Linked DNA regions of Nomascus leucogenys: region 2 is linked to region 1. A link is a contact called in public Hi-C data. All regions are on one chromosome and are shown on one strand. The core of a region is the stretch at or near the end of the contact, and the rest is flanking DNA. Distances in the headings are between cores, read along the strand shown.

Region 1 (7,248 bases), core at 1,642-4,141:
CCTCCTTACAAGGCCACTGGGGTCAACACGATGACATTTAAGTCAATTTAAGCAGCACCTTGTTGCTGCTGTTGGTGGCAAACTGGTCCTGATGGTATGCTTCCCTGCCCTCCCTGAGCTGTTCTTTCCTCGTCCCCACTCTATTTGAAGAGCAGAACAGGGAAGGTGCCAAGGGGTGACCCAAGTGGGCACTGTGCCTGCTTTTCCACAACGCCCCCTCTGCCAGCAGCAGCCTCCCCGACGAGGGCACACAGAGAGCTCAGCATGCAAAACTCACTTTCCAGAGAGTTCTTGGTCGTTGGATCCTTGGCATCTTTGTTGCTTCTGGCTCTCAGGTTCTGCAGAGAGAAAAGCGCATGTTCACACAGATGACAGAAGCAGCTTTGATGATGCAGAAAGTTCCCCCTTTGGCAACAATTTCAGCTTTCCCTCACTGCAACAAACCCCAGGTGCATTCTGAGCTGATAATGAAATCACAGGGTGTGCAGGGACCCACGAGCAAGCTGAGCACACAGGATGCCCTGGATGCAGCGGTCCACCTGGGACAGGGCTTCTCAGCCAGGTCACTGTTGACATTTTGGGCTACAAATTCTCTGAGCAGCTGTCCTGGGCACTGTAGGGTGCTGAGCAGCTGCCCTGGCCTCTACCTATAGGTACAGGAACACACCTGCCTTCCTGCCGCTGTGACAACCAAAATGTCTCCAGGCATTGCTAAGTGTCCCTTGTGAACAAAATCACGCCTGGCTGAGATCCTCTGACACAGGATCCTGTAAATGGAGGCCAACAGGAGCACGCTCCTAAACACGTCACTGTTTTCTTGGGGCAATTAGACAGCATGCAGGGGGCTGGCAGTTCAGAAGAGCACCCATCTTTGGAGACGGCCAAGGCAGGCCCACCACTGCAGACTGACACTGGATTATACCTCCACCTGCCCTCTCTGGATTTGCAAGTGTACTTACTAAAAAATGAGGTGCTAAGATTCCCAGGGCAAAAGCAGGGCTTGTAAGTGAATAGCCTAGGCTGTTTTGATACAACTGCGTTGAAAGCATCACTGGAGAAGTGCAGAATAAAAGATCCCTGTGTGCCTAAAATCCTCTGGGAAGGAGCTGAGATTAATTCCTGGTACTAAGCTTCTGAACAAAAGCATAAACAGCAGAGATGGAAGAGGTTCTGAGGTTGCTCTGCCAAACTCTTGTGCTGCAGGAAACATCTCAAGACCAAAAGAAAGTGTTTTCCAGCTCACTGGAGCCAAACGCTGCCATGCACTTTGGTACCTTTCCTGAGAGTTTAACAGCCCTCGCAGTGATTGTTCTTCTGTACATCTGACTCAGCAGTTCCCAAAGGGTGTGACGGGGTGGGAGAGCCAAACAAAAGACTGCAAAAACCAGGTGCTGGGCTCACAAGAGCCTGGGAGGCAGCCCACGTGTCCGTGGACAGTGCGATGCTTGGGAGTCACCTAGGAGCTCCAGGAACACGTGCCTCAAGAAAACTTATGAGTTTGGTTTAACCCTGCATTTCCCAAACTGGCCTGACTCCCAAAGCCCTTTTCATGTAATTCCTATTACCTACTGTCTGGAGAGCTGGCGTTCCATGGAACCAGATCTAACCGGATGCTGCCCATCTCTCAGGACTGTCCCAAGAGAAGATGGACGCTACTCCACTCCTTCCTTGAGAGTGATCCTCGAACTCCCATGCCCGAGCACTGACCCCCCTACACCTCCGCAGGGCTTGCTGCTTTCTCTTCCTTGAGTTTGACTCTGCTTTCTTTGGGTGGCTCCAATTCCTCTGGGTCTTTTTTGGAACACAGAGAACCAAAGGGCATGTCGCCCTGATGGTGCAGGTGCCACAAACTTTCACAGTGAGTCGGTTTGCGGCTGGCCCTGAGCCCCATTCCACTCCCTGCATCTCAACCATGGCTCAGAATCCACTGGTGCATGGTTGGTGGGACCACGTGATCTCCAGGTGGTGTCCCATGGTGTTTCCTCCCTCCTCTGCAGAAGCCTGTCTGGGTGGACTTGAACTTGCCCACTTAACTGTAACCTGCTCTTAAAAGATCAGGTCCCTGATTTGTCAAGGTTAATTGAAATTCGGTGCCACCATTCCAGCTGCTGGGGAGGAGGGTTGCTCATTTAATGAAAAAGGAAAAGAGAACAGATTGAATGTTCCAGAGGGAGTCTGGCAGTGGGAAGGGAGCTGGAGCCCTGGATGCATGCAGAGCCTGTTACCAGCAGCACCTGGTGGAGCGGGGTGCCCCACGGACTCTGGAGGAACAGAGCGGCAGGTACTATCACCACTGGAGACATCAGAGCGAAGCCCGTGATGCTCCATCCTGTGATAAACAATAAGACGGCACAAAGCCTCAGGAGCAAAGCCCAGAGGTGACAGCTGAGGGTGTGTCCCAGCAAGGGTGACAGCATTCACTCCCTATTTCTAGTGCCCATGTCTCTTTCTAACCCTGCGGTTCTCACATGGAGGGCTTTCTGCTCAGAACCCTTGCAGGGTGGGGGAAAGCCAAGTCAGAAGGCAAAGCTACAGCAAGATGGGGCGCTCGTGCAGAGGCAAGGGCAGCCAAAGAGGAAAATGTTGCAGAGTGACCACCAGGCAGACACAGGCTGGGGAAGGGCAGGAAGAACCCCAGTCTGGAGTGCAGACACAGGGGTGTGGCTGGGTTCTGGTTCCAGCTGGGCCACCAGCCTCCTGAAAGGCCCATTCATGGTCTCTGTTTCTGAATGACTCTTTCGAGGCCCTGGGTGCTAACACTGCACGGTTTGAGGTTTCAGCTTCCTGGGGCTAAATGCAGGAGGGAGTCAGCAGCCTCTCAGATCTGGGGCCTGGGTTAGTGCAGCTCCAACCCGTCGCTTTGCTCCCCACATGGGTCTACAGAGCACAGGTGCCATGAGCCCTCACCCCACGGCACTAACCCCTCAATGCTTCCTCAATGCTCTCAAGGTCTCTGGCAGGCTAGAAAAGGAAGAGTGGGCCAACTCCGGCCTCGCCTCCAGTGCCAGCTACAAAGTCAGCCTCAGGACTCTTGTGGTGAGAGCTGTTAACGGGCAGAACTACAGACACCCCTCACTGCAGACAGTGCAAACAGTGTCCCCGGAACTCGGCAACCCCCAGAATCAGGCCCTCGCCCCTGGGGAGGCAGGACGCCTTGTGGGCTGCTCCTTCTGTCTGGGCACAACAGCATCCCCAGCACAGGGCTGATGCAACAAACCCAACAGAATCTGGAAACAGCTGGGGTTCACGACCAGATCTTGATCTGGTGCACCCTGTTCTCCTCAGGAGGTGGTGGGTACAGGTGGGAGTCAGCGGTGCACCTGTCTGAACGGCATCAAGGCATTACCTCGGAGATTTCTGCAAACTGAGCATTGGCCTGACAGCACTTCTCAGCCATTTCCATGGCAACTCCATAGTTGTCCACAAAGGCCCGGTACACACCCAGCTGGCTGGCCTGAGGGGGAGGAAGGAAGAGAGAGTGGGACAGGTGCTGCTGCTCCCCCATCTTTCTGAAGAGCAGGCTCCCATGCACAGCTCTGCAGAAACTCCAGGGACAGCAGACGGCACACAGGCTGCAGAGGCCTCGGTGCTTCCGTGCTGCTCCCTCCTACCTGCTCCCCTCCCCACGCACCCAGCACACTTCCCGCTCCCAAAATGACATGCTGAGAAGTGACTCACTGTGCCAGGCAGGTAACAGTTCCCTTCCAGAGCTACTTATTCCTCCCACCCCACTCGCTGAAATGGTGCCATGAGCGGCAGCTGAAGTTCGAGGTTGTCAGTGAATCTGGACAAGTGTCTGCAAGCAGCACTTACCCATTCTGGCTGCAGGAGTGTACCCTGGACACAGAGGTCACCCCCTTCCCCACCCATGGTGTTCCACGCATGTCCAGTCCCTTCAGACACATAAGAAATGCCAAGTCCTGCCGTCTTTGCAGAAGAGAGCCTCACGCTGCATAGACACAAGCCCATCCTGGGCCTGATGAGGGTGCTCAGGTGTCATGCTACACACGTGGCTGGGGGAGACTGACTGGCTGTAAGGCGAGAGGTGTTCTGTTTGTTCTTTATTAAACCAATGGCAATAACAGATCTCCTCACTGCACCTCCAGCTCACACACACACTCGATTCAGCAACAACTTGTGTGAGTGCAGCAGACACTGCCATCTCTGGGCCCCACAACACCTTTATGGGCAGCGAGGGAAAAACCAGCAAACCTAGGCCTGGGGAGTGTAAGGGCAGACCCAGGAGATGCACTGGTCAGGGCTGGAGACTCCCACTGTAGCTGACTGCAAGCTGGAAGACCAAGGCATTCACGGCTTCTGGCGTTTGTTTTGTGTCAAACCTAAATTTTATTTCCATGTGCATTTGCATTTGTATTGAATTTTATGTTTCTACAGATGACAATCCCAGATGCTGGATAAACCAGGCACCCTCGGCACTGTCTGATCTTCTGGCCCTGCTCCCTACAGGGGCTGCAAGAAGGGGCTTAGAGTGTACGAGGAAAGGGTAGCAGCCGGAAGACACCTGACAGGCCCCTGCCATGCTGACCACCCGGAGGAGTCCTTGCATCCTCCAATTCTAGGTTCTTCCTCATCCGTGCAGTGATGAGGCCCAGAGCTCTTCTTTCTTTCCCTCCTCCCTCCTTTGCAAGTCACTGAGTGCCTCCCAGCCTTGACACAAAGCAGCCAAGGGCCTGCTTTAGGCCTTGTCACCACAGTGGTAAACAATTCAGACACGACGCTGCCCTCTGAAGCTGGTGTTCTCACAGGAGAGCACCTGATAAACACATGCATGAACACACACAAGCAAAGTAATGGCAGATGGTTACAAGCGGGACAGGGACTGAGAGCAACGAGGCTGCTTTTGAGAATGTGGTCAGGACCAGGACAGCCTCTCAGAAGAGGTGACAGCTCAGCAGGGCCCCAGGGGTCTTGGGAGGAGGACTCCTTTCAAGACTTCTCCTCCCTCCTGCTCCAGGAGCTCACATCTTCCAGGTGGCTTGTGAGAAGTTCTAAGTAATTCCTTTCCATATTTTTCACTAATCAAAAACGTGCCTCCGGATCTGATGCACTGAGAAGCACACAGCCTTGTTGCTGTGGTGCTGTTACGCAGAACGTGAAGCTGTTCTGAGGAAACTGGCAAACCCGAGTGGGCCTGTGCCCTTCAAAAAATATCAAGGTTGTCTGGGCGCGGCAGTTCACACCTGTAATCCTAGCAGTTTGGGAGGCCGAGGCAGGCAGATCACCTGAGGTCAGGAGTTCAAGACCAACCTGGCCAACATGGCAATACCCAGTTTCTACTGAAAATACAAAAATTAGACGGGTGTGATGGCACATGCCTATAATCCCAGCCACTTGGGAGGCTGAGACAGGAGAATCGCTTGAACCTGGGAGGCAGAGGTTGCAAGGAGCTAAGATCACGCCACTGCACTCCAGCCTGGGTGATAGAGCAAGACTCCATCTCCAAAAGGAAAAAAAAAAAAAGGCAGGGTGCGGTGGCTCGTCCCTGTAATCCCAGTACTTTGGGAGGCCGAGGAGGGCGGATCACCTGAGGTCAGGAGTTCGAGACCAGCCTGGCCAACATGGTGAAACCGTCTCTCTACTAAAAACACACAAAAAATTAGCTGGGCATGGTGGCACGCACCTGTAGTCCCAGATACTCAGGGAGGCTGAGGCAGGAGAATCGCCTGAACCCAGGAGGCGGAGGTTGCAGTGAGACAAGACTGTGCCACTGTACTCCAGCTTCGGTGACAGAGGGAGACTCTATCTCAAGAAAAATAAAAAGTCAAGGTCATGGAAGACAAGCAAAATCTAAGGAACTGGTACAGATGGAAGGAGACTAGAGAGATGTGGCAACCAAGCACATCTTAAACCGGGTCCTGAATCAGAGAATGAAAACAGCTGTGAAGAATGCAAGTGTTAACTTGGGGGAAATTTATATGAACTACATATTAAATAGCAGTATCTCATGAATGTGAAATTTCCTGAATTTGACAAATTGTACTGTGGGTTACAGGAGAGAATGTCCTTGTTCTTAGCAAATGAAGTATTCAGAGGGGAAACATCTTGTGTTTGTGTGTTTATGTGTCCATGTGTGTTGTGTGTGCACAGAAAGAGATAAAGCAAATGTGGCAAAAAGTTACCATCAGTGTATCTGGGTGAAGGCTATACTAGAGCTCTTTGCCCCATTCTTACAGCTCTCCTGTAAATTTGAAATTAGAAAAATAAAAATTCTGAGTTGATAAAACTTCAGCCAGAACCACAACCCCCAGCAGGGAAGTCAGCCCGTGCAGCCCCGCAGGAGGAGGTGGCAGAAGCCGCATCTGAGTCTGGCTTTCTGAACCACTGGACGTGGATCACGAGTTCCTGGGCTTGGAAGAGGCACTGAGGCTGGGCAGGGCACTGAAAGCTCCTTTGGTCCTAAGACTTGTCCAACCAGGAAGCCTAACAGAGCGATGCTGGGACAATCCTACTGAGCTGGTCATAGGGACAAGGGCAGGCACCGGGCCTATCTGTCCTTGAGGAGTCCCCAGCACCCAGCCCAGGTTGAACACACGTGAGTACTCAGCTCGTGGTTATGGGGAACAACTTCCCACTGCAACCCCAGCCTCTCCTCCGAGTCTTCCGGCTGCATCATCTGACGCATGAAGGTAGCTCAAGGCCTCCAGGGCAGCCAGCGGAAACTTTCCAAAGTTAAATTCCAGTGTTCCTCAGATATTAAAGTTTTAAAAAAGTCTCTGAGTGATTTCGGAATATTATCTGGGGAAGAGCTCTGGATGTGTTTTTTCCCCCCAACAACACGATTCTCCATTTCTCAGGAGGGCGGCAGGCCAAGTCATGTCCACTAGGTTTTTTTGTTTTTGTTTTTTCCTGTGAACAATCAAGCCTTATTTTTACAAAAATGAAAATTGTAAAATCTCTCAACAGCCAGCCTGAGGTAGAGCTGGCTAGAACTCACTCAGAACTGCTAGGTTCCCTTTACCCTCTCTTGGTTTCAAAGCAAAACCAGGCCACAGTGCCCCAGGAATGAACCTCCGGCCCCGAGAGGTTGGTCGAGGGTGAGGTCTGGCTGGTGCCAGCGGGCTATTGGCAGCCTCACCTTTCTTTCCAGGAAGTGGCAGAAAGAAACCACCTGGGAAGGTGGGAGAACCTCACCTCACTCTGTAGGCTATCATGGCTCTAGTAAGGGGTATAGGATGGGCCTCTCCAGGCCAGATCCTTGCTCTGGCCAGAGTCGCAAGGCCCGGGTTC
Region 2 (7,248 bases), core at 2,105-4,604, 91 kb after region 1:
CATCTAGTGATGTCGTGGGCAACATGGCCAAGTCTACAGGAGCTGTAGGAAAGGCTGGGCCCAAGGTTCTGGAAATCCAGAATTCTCCACCAGCAAAAACTATCAATTTCAATTTGCACATCTCCCTAAAAACCTCTCTTTTCTTCTTTATTAATAACTCTCCTGCACCACGGCACTGAGGGCCAGTTCAAGCTGGCTCTCCTGACCAACAGCTGGCCAGACAAGGCTGGTGCCCAGTAACCACAAGGCAATCCTCCAGACCCCGAAAGAGCTGATGTGCCTGCAAAGCAGGCTTCTGAATAGTACAGCCTTCCACCCCTGCCCCCACATAGGGACTTAGGGAATGCAGCCGGGCCAGACGGCAGGTCGTCGGAGCCGTGCACCACAGGAAACCCCAGCTGCAAATGGAAGATCAGCAAATGGAAGTACCTAACACAAACAGGACAGAGTGCCCATCACAAAAAGGCAGCAGCTCTAGGAGCCAAAAATAGCCTCACTTGTTTCAAGAGGATTCTGACAAACCAAGCACATTCAACTCCTCCATCAGCAGAAAAAGAGAAATCAATGAAGCAGAAAACCAGATCAGCTTAACAGGGACCAGGACTCCAAAAGATTCCCGACAGCCTCACACACACCCCAGCCCACCCTTTCCTTACCCCAACGGCAAACTGTGCCTGGATCTCAAAACATAGTCCCCTCACCCAAAACGCCTGATGGTATTTGCATCTAGCACAGAAGTTAGGTGTACAATCCCATAGTTTTAATCTTAGTGCTAGAGTCTGACCACAGATTGGGAGCCCCAAATAAGCACCTGTGAGTGTTTATCCTTGGCAAGATGAGGCAGCAGCAGCACACTGGAGGGTCAGCAAATGGGGCTGGGTTACTACCATGGAGGAGCCTGGTGGTGAATAATCATGGGGAAGCCTCCCATCAAAACCAGGCAGATCAGAACGGGTGTGGCTCTGCTTCAGCCCCAGATAAAATCTCCATGCAGTTGATTTTCGGTGGCCCACTGAGTCACAACTGCCTGTCGCCTCACTTCCTTCTAATTCCTGTTCTCACCTGCTGTGACTTGCGTTCAGGGCTGCTGGTTAGCAAGCAAACCTGACACTTCTGTGGCCTGGGAGCAGTCAGCATATCTCAGGTTTCACAAACGTGTCATATAACCCTTCCAGAACAGGATCAGTGGGGTGGCGGGGAATGCCCAAGACATAAATCAGTCCCTGCTAACAGCATCCGATCTGCGCGCTAGAGATGACTCCGGCTTTTATGTCATCCTCACTGCCCGGCATGGAGAGAGCACAGGGCAAGGAGGGTACTGCCTGAAGCATCTTCCTCCAACTCACAAGCTATATTTCACAAACACATTGCTCTAGAACCAAAGGAACAAACCACCTCCCATCCCTCACAAGACCATCCTCAACCCAATACCATTCCAAACACTAACGATCTGCATTCAGGAAGGAGGGGATGGAGTTTGTTCCGGCGCAGGATCCGCGTGAACCACAAGCGCACCTGATAATCACTCAAAAGTATCTATCCACTCCTCCCTCCCAACTTCTGTTTTGTATCCCCTACTCGTCTATGGTTTTCCTCCCCGGTGCAGGTGTGCCCACGCACGTGGCGTGAGGAACTCACCTGCGTCTCCATGGAAGGCGCCCTCGCCATCGTTGGGCCAGATCTGCCCGGTCTTGCGGACGCCCACGATGGTGGCCTCGGACACGACAACCGGGCAGTGCCGGTGCCGCTTGTGGCACTGCGGCGTGGGGGGACTGCTGCTGTCGAAGGACTGTTGCGAATTCTGCGAGGGAGAGCGGCTCTTGTCCCGGAACATGCGGTAGGTGGTGGGGCTTGGGGACACGCGGCTGGACTGGCCAGAGGAGAAGTCCTCCTCGCTGGAGGTGAGGTTCTCATTGGAGCTGCAGTCCGGGGTATAGCCGCCTCCGCAATCCTCAAAGCTCCGGGGGGAGTAGGACCTGCGGGGCCAGGTAAGGCGCTTCTCCTGCTCCGAGGTACTCTGGCTGCGCAGGAGCGGGCCCTTGCCCTCCCCTTCCATCATGCCCCCGACATAGATGCTCTGGTAGGACTGGTACTCCAGGGGCGGCCAAGGGGACCTGCTACCGCCATTGGCGTTGATCAGGTTGTCCTTCAGGAAGCGGGGGTTCAACTCGGCGTCCTCGTAGTCGCCGTCGACGCCGCAGCTGCCCTCCGAGGAGCGTCCCCGGTAAGAGGGCCTGGATGCATCCCCCACGCTCGAGCCCGCGCTGTGCTGGGACTTTTTGCGCTCCATCTGCATGGCCTGGCTGCCCAGGGAGCTGATGCGGTCCGACACCTCTTTGTCGTTGACCTTCACCAGGCCGCGCTCGTGGTGAAACTCGACGTTCACGTAGAAGGGCTTCTCGGCGTCCGCCCCGGGCTGGCCATGGCCCTTGCGGATCCGCTCGAAGTTGGACCTCAGCGCCGCCACGCTGGCGGGGGGCCCCCGGTCGTCCCGTTCCCCAGACGCGGCTGCCCCAGGCCTGTGGGCGGCCCCGGGCCTGGCCTTACCCGGAGAACCCTCTCCGTCGGGCCGGGCCTCGGACTCCTCGGCGGGCGGTGGGTCGGCTCCCTCGGCGGGCGCGGGCTGCGGGCGCGGCGCGAACGCTCGGGGCTCGGAGGCGCCGTCGGGGGCCTGCGCCGCGCGCCGGAAGCCCCAGCGCTGCCGGTCATAACTCTTCTTTTCCTTGGCCAGCAACGTCTGCAGGTAGATCATGCGGAAGCGCTCCTGGTTCACCTCCTGCTCCAGGCGCCGAATGGAGGCCTTGCAGCGCTCCAGCTCCTGCTCGATGTCGCCCACTGAGCGCAGCTCCATGCGCGGCGGCTCTGAGTCCGGGAACTGCGCCTTCCACGCCTCCGCGAAGCCCACCGGGTCCACCATGGCGCGGCCGGCCTCACCTGCGCCGCCGGGCTGCGCGCGGGGCCCGTCTCAGCGGCGGCGCGGCGGCCTCGCCAGGCCCGGCCCCGGGCGCCGGGCGGCCCCCATGGCCCCGCGCGGCGGCGGCGGCGAACAATGCCCGCCCACTCCCTGGTGGCAGGTGAGGCGGCGCGGGGCGCTGGGCGCGCGGGGCGGGGCGCGCGGGGGGAAGGGCGCGGGCTGCGCGCGCCGCTATTGTGTGCGGGGCTCCTCCGCACGGCGAGGCGCGGGCGCTGCTCTCCGCTCCGCCAGGCCGCCGCCAGACCCTGGCCACGGCCCGCGCGCTCTTCGCCTCTCGCTCGCGCACCGCCCCACAGCCCCGCCGCCGCCGCTCCCGCCGCCTCCTCGGACGCTACGCTCCGCCAACCCGCTCTCGCAGCACTCCCGCCCGGCCCGCACTCGGCGCCGCAGGAAGGGGAGGGCCGGGGGGCGGTGGCCGCGGCGCGGATGACGGAGCTAGGCGGGCCTCTTAAAGGGGCCGCGCCGTGGGCACAGGGCGGGGGGGCCCCCCGGAGGCGGCTCCCCCATCGAGCCGCCACCCTCCCCCCGTCCGTGTGCCTTTTGGGAAACTGAGGCCCTAACAACGGGGAATTGGACTGTGCAACTCGCAGCCCAGGGGTCCCCCATAAAAAGGACACCGGACTCCCTGGTCCAGAAAGACCTTTCCAACACAGAGGTCCGGGCCAGTTCTGCAGTTCTGGAACAGGAACACTTGGCTCCCCTCCAGCCAGGAGGACTTCTCCGGCCAGTGCAGCCGCGTGTCCCCAAGCCCCACTACCTACCTCATGTTCCGGGACAAGAGCTGCTCTCCCTGGCAGAACTCGTAGCAGTCCTCCGACAGAAGCAACCTCCCGCCTCTGCCCCTACTACGCCGCAGTGCCATAAGCGTCACCGGCACTGCCCGGTTGTCGTGTCGGAGGCCACCATCGTGGGCGTCTGCAAGACCGCGCAGATCTGGCCCAACGATGGGGAGGGCACCTTCCATAGAAACGCAGGTAAGTTCCTCACACCTCACAGCCCGGCCTCTCACCAGCCTCAGGGCTGGGCACACTAGGGACCACCCAGCAGGGCCCAACTCAGAGAGGCCAGGACCAGGCAGGTCACCCAGCGAGGCAGGGAGGGCCAGACTGAGTAACTAATGCCAGCACCCTTGTTTCAGCGGGCCTCTCATGTTGTGGATCTGCTGTGGGTGACTGCCACACGGGGTTTGTCACAGCAGGACCACATGATGGATGATAAATAGGGATTTCTCCCTCAGGTCACTCAATACCCACACCTGCCTTCCTGTGTGCTGAGCCATGTGTTTGTCCCCTGGCCTCTCTTGAGCTCCAGAGGTCAATGTAGTTTTTCTAGGACGACCTGACTCAGAACTTATCTGATTAGCCTCCCTCTAAGGGGGCCGCCAGCCTGCACTGAGGCCCACAGGGCTGGGTGGAAGATAGAACAGCCCAGAGCAGGGAGTGAAACAAAATCTTTGATGGTTCTCTAGGGACACAGAAATCTGAGACACAGTGGAGAGCACTCTGCAGGGAATCTGATGGGCACAAAATGAAAATACCCAAACCAGCCCGCTGGGTTAGGGGAAAAGGAAACAGGATTTGGCAAATGAATTACGGGGCTTGAATCCTGACCACCTCTCCCTCTCTGCCTCAGTTTCCTTGAAGTGAGAGGAACATCCGCCTCCAAGTGCTGTTGTTCCTGTGTGGATGTTAGGGATTATCATGCCCTCCTCCCAATGCCAGTGTCATCTGGAGCAGATGCTTTGAAGTCCAATCTAAAGGACTGAGCCCAGGCTAGTAGCCAGGCCAGCCCTGCTTGGGTTCAGGTCTTCCTGCCGACTCCTGGCTGTGTGACCTCAGCAATGTCTCTCTCAGCTTCTCTGAGCCTCAGTTTTGTCATCCGTTCTTCATGTGCCCAATCCTGCTTCCTTTTCCCCTAACCCGGCAGGCTGGTTTGGGTATTTTAATTTTGTGCTCATCAGACTCCCTGCTCTTTGCCGTCAGATCTCTGGGCTTCCCTAGAGAACCATCAAAGATTTTGTTTCACTCCCTGCTCTGAGCTGTCCTGTCTTCCACCCAGCCCTGTGGGCCACGGTACAAAATGTTGAGAGCATCCTGTGTAAAATGCCCAGATGGGGCAAACGTAAAACACACCCTGATAAATGGTGTGTAGGGGTCGGTTTCGTGATTGCCTGTTAATATTGGTGCCCCTGGAGAACATTCCTGCGCTGGGAAACCCCTGGGTCCCAGTTTCTAGGCCGGGTGGGCGGTGCGCAGCTCACTGCTGCCCTCTGCAGGCCTTGCTAACCTCCTGCCATCCTAGTCCCTTGGACCCAGCGGACCTTCTCATACCCTTCCCATCAGGCTGCAAATAGCCCATTTTGCATGTGAAGAAACTGAGATGCAAATGATGCCCTGGCCACTAAAGGGGCTGGAATACCAGTAGTGCCATACTGAGCAGTGCCCTCATCCTCAGTGGCCTCTTTTTTTTTTTTTTTTTTTTGAGACGGAGTCTCACACTGTCGCCCAGGCTGGAGTGCAGTGGTGCGATCTCTCCTCACCGCAACCTCCGCCTCCCGGGTTCAAGCGATTCTGCTGCCTCAGCCTCCCAAGTAGCTGGAATTACAGGCGCCTGCCATCACTCCCAGCTAATTTTTTGTATTTTTAGTAGAGACAGGGTTTCACTATGTTGGCCAGGCTGGTCTTGAACTCCTGACCTCGTGATCTGCCTGCCTTGGCCTCTTATAGTGCTGGAATTACAGGTGTGAGCCACTGCACCCAGCTCTCAATGGCCTCTTCTTTAAAATGGGTATGATAAAGGCCAGGCACAGTGGCCCATGGCTGTAATCCTGGTGTTTTGGGAGGCCGAGGCAGGAGGATCGCTTGAGCCCAGGAGTTCAAGACCAGCCTGGGCAACATAGTGAGACTCCATCTCTGCAAAAAAATTTAAAAATTAGCCTGGCATGGTGGTTCGTGCCTGTAGTCCTACCTGCTCAGGAGGCTGGGGTGGGAGGATTGCACTGAGCCTGGGAATTTGAGGCTCCAAGTGAGCTAGGATCACACCACTGCACTCCAGCCTGGGTAACAGAGCAAGACCCTGTCTCTAAGTAAACTCTGAAGCTGTTTAGTTTGAGTTTGCATGCTCTGTTCTCTTGGCATAGCAAATGGCTTTTTGTTAGGCACAAGGACACGTCCAGATAGTGGCTTTCTCCCTTGTGGGACAGCCTCTTCTGGCCCCAAGGACACTACTGTCTCCTCCGGACTCCCTGAAAGCACTCCTATCCTGGGCCTCTGGGCCTTTCCTGCAGAGTTTTCTTATCATCCATCCCTCCCTAGGGAGGAATGCAGCAGGCATGGCCATGGGCATGGGGTTTAGACACACATAACACTCTGTAATCCCCCACTCAGTGTCTGTTCCAACTAGATCTAAACTCTGCAAGGTCACAGACCTGTTTGTCTTGTTCCCCTATGTCCCTCATATAGTGAGCTCAGAGTAAGTGCTCAGCCAGGTCTGGTGGAATGAGGAACCAGATGTGTGCATGGCCTGGAGGGCAGATAGGTCACCGAGAGCGATGCCTTTGTATGGGGGAGGAAATGATAAGGCATTCACAGCCCAGCTATAGCAAAGGTGTGTGTGCCCTGTGGGAGAAGGCACATTCCGGGCAAAGGCTCGCCAGGGGAGGTGATGCCTGAGCTGGTCCTAAGGACAAGGACCAGGTAGGCAAAGGGCAAGGAGGCTTCAAAGTTCTGTATGAGGAACAGCCAGGTTGGGAGATGAGACTGGTGTGGGCAGTAGAAAGTGGGATCAGAGGTGAGGCAGGGCCTTGTAGGCCTGTACAAAGTTTGGATTTTATTCTAAATGCGAGGAAAAGCTGCTCAAAGGTTCTAGACCTGCACTGTCTGATAGAACTTTCCAGCACCATGGGCATGTTCTGTAATCTGTGCTACACAATGTGGCAGCCATGAGCTGCCCTGTGTGATTACTGAGCATCTGAAACGTGGCTGGGGCAGCTGAAGAACTGAATGTTTGGTTTCGTGTTCGTTTCAATGGCCACCGTGGCTACTGTATTCAACCGCACAGGAAGCGGGGTGACTTGCTGGGGTCTGTTGCGTGGAAGGTTGGGCGTGGGAGGTGAGAGCAGGGGGAGTGGTTGGGGATTGTGGCAATTGTTCATGAGGAAGGCATTGGTGACCCAGAGTAGGGCAGAAGCAAGGTACCCCAGAGAAGGGGTTAGATTTCAGGAGCATTCTGGAAGTAAAACTCATGGGACTTGTAGATGGAGTGAGTGTGGGGAA

Evidence for each region. A called contact is a pair of places that touch in the nucleus more often than the background predicts.
Region 2: a contact with region 1 is called in a Hi-C map of a lymphoblastoid cell line, with 2.9 times the contacts expected there. The contact joins the promoter of BCR here to the enhancer-like site in region 1. A contact is called at or near these places in 4 of 4 Hi-C or Micro-C datasets (a lymphoblastoid cell line and an unstated tissue).

What each region holds. Positions count from the first base shown.
Region 1 is chr7b:49,475,055-49,482,302 of Asia_NLE_v1, forward strand. BCR (breakpoint cluster region protein) reads right to left here. Exons shown (of 23, transcript XM_030815944.1): 5 at 3,347-3,454; 6 at 278-338. Among named protein-coding and RNA genes, the nearest start is that of SPECC1L, 78 kb to the left of the region's middle. Within about 2 kb of position 2,892, the one cell type or tissue checked has an H3K27ac peak away from gene starts, as active enhancers do. A contact at or near this core is called in a lymphoblastoid cell line, where this site is marked.
Region 2 is chr7b:49,565,212-49,572,459 of Asia_NLE_v1, forward strand. BCR (breakpoint cluster region protein) reads right to left here and starts at 3,355. Exons shown (of 23, transcript XM_030815944.1): 1 at 1,639-3,355. The coding sequence starts at 2,917.